Linked DNA regions of Cricetulus griseus: region 1 is linked to region 2. The links are chromatin contacts, called in public Hi-C maps. All regions are on one chromosome and are shown on one strand. The core of a region is the stretch at or near the end of the contact, and the rest is flanking DNA. Distances in the headings are between cores, read along the strand shown. Region 1 holds the start of Nbl1 (neuroblastoma suppressor of tumorigenicity 1). Region 2 overlaps Capzb (F-actin-capping protein subunit beta).

Region 1 (3,194 bases), core at 420-2,919, 160 kb before region 2:
ACTAAGGCCAGGCGGTTCCACCTTCCAGCTCTGGGTATTTCTATGCAGGCAGTTGGGCCCCACAGACCAAAAACAGTCTCCAAAACAAATGTATGCTAACTACCGGCTGCAGGGCAGGCTTACACATCTGCTCAACAGAAGTTCCCCTCAGACCTCACCAACAACCCTGCCCACCCCACAGCCTCCGACCCCTGGGGTTGCCAGCAGGAGGAAGGAGCTGAAATTTCACTTTAAGGAGGCTGTACCTCTGGCTATGGCGCAGCCTCCACTCCCCTGCTTACCCCTCCAACATACAGGCCCAGGAGAGAGGTCTGGCTTTCAGGGAAGGGTGGAGAGGGGTGGGGGTCACCAAGGAAACGCCCCAGCCTTGTCTCTTCTTTGGCTCTAACTCAAGACAAATCCGCCCAGGCAGTTCCAGCATCCGTGGGTGTCTCAGGGGGCTGGCTGCTTAGTGACAAAGAGTGGGGGGCTGCCTGTTGACAACTTACTTCCCCACTCTCAGCCTGTGCCAGCAGGCTGTTTTCCTGGGGTGTTCCGAATTGCAGGCTGGTGGCTTCCAGCAAGGCAAGGGCCTCGGAAAGCATGGAAATGTGGCTTTCTCCCTAAATGCCCGCCCGCTCCTCCCTCCTGCTCCCCCGCAACCAGGCCAAGTCAAGCAGCTGCCCCCTTTAGTGACGCTTGTAAAAGATCATCGCCTGGCCCAGGAGCCAGAGCCGGCTGGAGGGCAGGTGGCCGGCAGCAGAGCCCTGCGGTGAACACTGCCTCATTGGGGTGGAATGCTTACAAGGCTCGCTAGAGCCCCAGGAAAGGCTAGCTAGCTAGCTCGGGCGCTCACGCCTGCTCTCCCTCTCCCTTTCTGCAGGGGGGATTGACACCGGCCAGACTTTGGGGGCAGGAAAGAGGGGAGTTTGGGGTCTTTCGTAGTGCCAAAGGAACTCTGCGCGAGCCCAACTGGGGGACCGCGCCTCGGAAGCTGGGGCGGGATGCTTTGATTTGAAGGGTGGAGGTCAGGGAGGCGCTCAGTCGCCGAGAGAAAACACGAAGGCAAAGAAAGTGAAAATCGAGGCACGAGGGGGACAGTGGGAGGGACAGAACTCCTGCGAGAGCGTGGAGGCGGAAATGGAGCGATGGAGAGTCAGAGACCTGTGGATGGAGACAGGGACCGAGTGGGGGACAAGGACGGAGCCAAAGGAAGAACGAGCCCAGAGTCCCAGCGCTGCCCGGCGCCCGCCGGGCGACGCTCTCCCTCCCACTCTTAGTCCTGGCGGCGAAACTCCTACAAGAAACGGAGCCTCGGGGCGCGGCTGGCGACCGGCTCGGGACGCCGCTGGTGCCCCCTGGCCACCGGGAGCCGCGCCCACGTCCCCAGCGCGGGCGATCGGAGACGCCGGGCCGGCCGCTGAGCTGCGCGGCTCGGGGGTCACGGGCTGGCGGGACGCAGAGTGGAACTGCGGGACTCTAGGGATGCTGTGGGGCGCGGTAGCAAGGGGACCCCGGCTGCCCCGCTCCAGCGTGCGGGCCCGGGCGATACTTACCGCGCGCGGCGGCAGCAGGGAGCGCGGCGCGTCCTCCTGGGGGTCCTGGGAGGTGGTTGGGGGCCTCGGGGATCCCACACCCGGGGTCCTTGGGCTGGAGTGACCCCGCGAGGCTCGGCTGGGCTGCTCTTCTGGCCGTCTGCGGCCCCAGGCGGGCGCGAGGCGCGGGGGAGCGGCGGGCCGAGCGCCTCCGACGTCAGGGTGTCTCAGCTCCAAATAGGGAGCGAGGGCGGGGGCAGCGGCGGCGAGGGGAGGGCCGCGCGGGCAGGGCGGGCGGGCCGGCGGGCGAGGGCCGCTCCCTCCGCGCGCGAGCAGGGGCGCCCAGGCCGCGGGCCCCACTCTCCCGACGGCCGGGACAGAGATGAAAGGGCACAAGCCAGGCACCCGGCCGCTTCTCAGGCTTTGATTCCCCTCAGCCAGGCTTTTCTGTGCTATCAGGTCTTGCCAGGCCTTGGAGAGACAGTAACAGACTTTGGACACTTGCTGAGTGCAACACTCCAGCCTACTGGGGTTCCAGCACCAGGAGCCCATCCGAAGCTGCTCCCAACCTTCCCTCAGGAGGCTGGGTTCCGATCTGGGCTGTGCTCCTTGCCCCTTGACCTCCAAACAACTTAGCTAGGGCATCCAGAGAAAGGTCTGAGAAGCCAAAACAGACTCACTCGGGCTCTTTGAAGAGGGGACAGTGCAGGTCCCCTGAAGGAGGGAATATCTACCTAATCCACTGAGATGAAATTGCACCGGTGTAGCCTGTTCCAAAAGAATAAGGTCGATCCGGACTGGGGCTGTCGCCCAGTTTGGCAGACTGCTTGCCTCGCATGCAGGAGACCTGGCTTCTATCCTCAGGACCCCATAAACTGAGAACAGCGGCGCCCACCCAAGACCCACGGTCAACTAAACAGCCAGTTCCAGGCCACCCTAAGAGGAGGAAGAAGGTGGTGTCTTTCTTGTCCCTTGGAGGTGACAGCCCAGGGCATCAACGAGCAGGATGGTGAAAGTTGGTGGTCCATATCACGTATTTCAGTCATTCAGATGGACTCAACCCTGCTCACCTGACATCTTCAAGTTGCCAAGCATGAGGGTGGGGGTTGGCAAGGCCTCCTAGTGGCCTAATGGTAACATCTTGGCTGTCCAAGGCCGCCTGCTCCCCAAATCAACAGCTGTTAATGCTGTTTTTCAGCCTAGATTGTCCCCTCCCTCTATCTCCTGTTCAATGCATTCTTCGTCTACCGGGGTCCTCAGGTGGCTTCCACGTCTTCCTCCTCCAGGTGTGATCTTGCAGCCTGGAATACATCTGTTCATGCTGATCTCTCTTTACAATGTCCCCCATCAGCCCCTTGAAGGCAGAGCTCTTCGTTTCATTTCAGTGCTAGCTCCATTTAATAAATGCAATGGGTCCAGAAACAGCTGAAGTAGCTCATCCAAAAGTTACACAGTGAGAGGCTAAGGTTTGGAGGACCATGAGCTGCAGATACCGGCCTTGATGCAGCATGCCATATGCGGGGTGCTTTACAGCCTAAGCTTGCCAGCAGTCTCCAGTGTGGACCTTGGGCAGGATGGGAGTGGATATGGATGTTCTGTGAGAGCCCATTCCCACCAGACATGGTGATACATGCCTATCATCCCATCAGGAGCTCAAGGCCAGCTTCAACTAGTTCCATG
Region 2 (3,201 bases), core at 345-2,844:
CTCCTCCCTGTGCCTGATGCCTTATACCCGCCTCGATCCACTCATTCATGTTACAAAGAGCTGGGCCTCCATGGCTTGTTCAGAGTTCTAATGCTGTGTCAACATTGGGCACCTCATTGCCATTTGCTGTGGGCCCTCAGGCACCAGAGCACAGCCCACCAGGAGCTGGGAGCCATCCAGGAGCAAGACTGCCCTGCCAGCTCTCTCATGTGGATCACTTGCATTTCGTACTTCTAAAGTTGGGAAGGGATTTCTCACACTTGATGTGTACATACAATAGTGTTAATAATGCTACACCCTACAGGTCACCATATTCAGATGAGGGTTATGGGTATCTTTCTGCATAAGAATCTAGTGTCCAGTAAAGAGGAGCAGTGGTAGGCCTGGAGGAGCTGGGGGCCACACCGTGCAGGAGCCCCACCCTGCTGTTGAACTTTGAGAGAGCAGGCCCTACTTGGTGGTGGGCACAAACCCTGTTGCTCAGTCATCTCTTTCCCCTGCCTTCCCAGCTTGACTGGTTTGGGACAGCTTGCTTTCCTGGCCTTCTGTGTCTGGCTGTATGCCTCACAGGGACCATTCTTGCTGTGTGCACACCCTGACTCTCACACTTTCATTGGTGGGCTCTTGCTGCAGAGCTGTGTGCCGATACCCCTCCTCTTTTCCTTGCCATCTCTGTCATTTGCATGTCACCCCCCACCCCCAGCCTCATCTTGTGTCCCCAGGTTTTTTGTTTTTTTTTTTCCTGCCCTGGCAATACTGAGATCTCCCATTGGCACAAACCTTCCCTTCTCTAGTCTGTTTCCATGACTGGACCTTGCTGACCAGAGAACTGTGTATGTCTGCCTTGTCCTGTGCCTGCAGCGGGCACTCCGGTATTTAGTGTATGGGAAGAATTTCTCTGTGGGGTGTTAGAACTCCCAGTTCCTGGGTTAGGAGGCCGGTAATGGCAGACCAGAGTTTGAACCTGTTTGCCTTCCCACCATGTGTTGTGTTTCTGATGCTGACATGTGTGCCGCTAGGGACACTCTTCCTTGCTTCCGTTGCTTTATTTTTTTAAAAGTATGACTTTGGGGCCCTGCGGAAAGCAGGATCTGGTTGTAAGCAGAGCCCTCTGCTGGCCATTGGGGTCTCTGGCATCTACCCCTCTTCTCTGGAGTGGGGCCAGCTGGGACTCTCTCCCAAGCCTTGATTTCACCATCACTCATCTGCATGTGCACCCGAGTGGACAGGGTCTGCTTTCGATCCTTATCTCTCTGGTGGCGGGCTCTCAGCCAGCAAGCAGATCAAACGATGGAATGTGTTCACTTGGCCATTTTTTAAAAAATCAAGGTCCAAGGGTTCACTTCTAAAAGACGAGGGCGCCAGGGATTAGATTATCCGGAGAGTTGAACCACTCTGGCTTTTGTGCTTTTTTTTTTTTTTTTTTAAAGGGTTCATCTCGAGTTTCTTTTTCTGGTTGAACAAGTTTTTTTTTTTTTTTCAAAATTAATAACTAATGGAAAAGAGGAAGAGGCAAAGTAGAACCATATGACAGCTCACACAGGCTTGCTTGTGGCCGGAAGCTTCTGATTTGTGTTGCCTTTCATTCGATCAGCTGTTGGGTTAGATAGGAGGAAAGCACGCCATTTGGGCAGGAGCAGCACTGAGATGTATTTCTTAACCCAGCTGAACTGTGTCCCTTATGCCCCTCTTAGATGCTGGCTACTGGCTGTGTGACTCTAAGCAGCTTGTTGCTCAGGCCCCGTGTGCCCCTTCTTTAAAATAAATGGTCTCTATGAAGACCTGCCCTGGGGATCGGAGTGAGTAATGCCAACAGACTTGGCCCCATGGTGGCAGATGCTCATCTCTTTTGTGGTTTATTACCGGCATTATCTGGTATAAGGTTTTGCTGTGTGGCCTACACTGGTCTTGAACTCATGGAGTAAAGTGTTTCTTCTGCCTCGGTCTCCTGAGTAGTTGGGGCAACAGGCACATGCCGTTGTCCTGTACCCTATTAAAGCTTTCTTTGCTGTGCTTGGGCTGAACCCAAAGCCAGACAAGAGCACCTGGTTCCTGCCCCTTGGCTAGTGTGCAATAAAGAATGCTGTGCTCTGAGCCTTCCCTCTGGAGGTGACAGCAGGCCCTGTCCCAGCAACATTAAATGGTGTCACTGGAAATTAAGTACTCCCAGCAGCCTGGGTTGACCAACTCCCTTGGTGTTAGGTAAACGTTCCGTGCAGAGGCCAGTGGTAGCAAGGTAGGTCAAGTGTGCAGTTTGGGGAGCAACCAAAAGCCATTTGTGCTGGCTCCACTCCTCTCCTTAAAGGCTGCAGAGCCACGGCCACAAGGCACACACAGTGGACTCTTAGCTAGTTGGACCTGGCCATGCATTTAAGTTGCTCTTTAAACTTACAATTTGTGACAACCAAGAATATGACACAACCAGTGGGTGGGAAGAACGGAGGGGAGAAATTTTGAATAATCTACTGGGTTTCAGAGATGAGCAGCCATTGCTCTCCAGTGTGATCTCAGGTGCCTGAGCATAGATTGAGATCCCTCTGCAGCTGATGGGACACAATGCTTGGTTGGGGTGCCCTCAGGGCCTCGTTGGGCACAGCATTAACCCAGTTGACACGGGGCAGGGAAGAGCAGTCTATTGGTGGTATTAGGACAGCCAGCTCAGGCTTATTCACTGTCCTGCTGACACAGGGTTATTCCAGGAACCCCTTTTGAGGAGTGGGAGTGCAGGGTGGGCCTGCAGGAACATTGGGACCCAGAAGGGGAATGTGATAGACTGTTGGTTGTCCCGTGGAACATTTGAGGCAGAGTCAGACTAAAATGGTCTTCATCATAAATCTGAAATTCATATTTAACTCATCATCCTACAGTGTATACACCAGCTCTCAGTGGGGAGGGTTTGTAAACAAACTTGCATGTTGAGGGGACAGCTAGTAGGCCAGTCTCAGGATTAGGGGCAGGACGGGTAGGTGGTACCCCCAGTGCACTCTGGGGCAGCTGCTCCCTGCCACACTGTATATCCTGTACTTGTTTCCAGTGATGGCCATAGTGGTGTTGCTCCAGGCTTGATTGTCTTTGATCAGAAGAAGACGGGGTGGTGCAAATAGAACTTGAAAATATGGCCCTACTTGAGAACTTATCCTTCAGGGACTCAGTGGGTGGAGAGCCAGCCTGCACAACCTATCCAAGTGCTTGTGCGCTGGG

What was found. Hi-C and Micro-C count contacts between places; a contact is called where the count stands out from the background.
Region 1: a Hi-C map of liver shows a contact between it and region 2, with 3 times the contacts expected there. The contact joins the promoter of Nbl1 here to the enhancer-like site in region 2. A contact is called at or near these places in 2 of 8 Hi-C or Micro-C datasets (the CHO-K1 cell line and liver).

What each region holds. Positions count from the first base shown.
Region 1 is chr2:14,218,374-14,221,567 of CriGri-PICRH-1.0, reverse strand. It overlaps Nbl1 (neuroblastoma suppressor of tumorigenicity 1), which reads right to left and starts at 1,669. Exons shown (of 3, transcript XM_027399829.2): 1 at 1,536-1,669.
Region 2 is chr2:14,054,449-14,057,649 of CriGri-PICRH-1.0, reverse strand. All of the region lies in intron 2 of Capzb (F-actin-capping protein subunit beta), which reads left to right. Among named protein-coding and RNA genes, the nearest start is that of Slc66a1, 62 kb to the right of the region's middle. Within about 2 kb of position 1,594, at least 1 of the 6 cell types and tissues checked has open chromatin away from gene starts, as enhancers often do.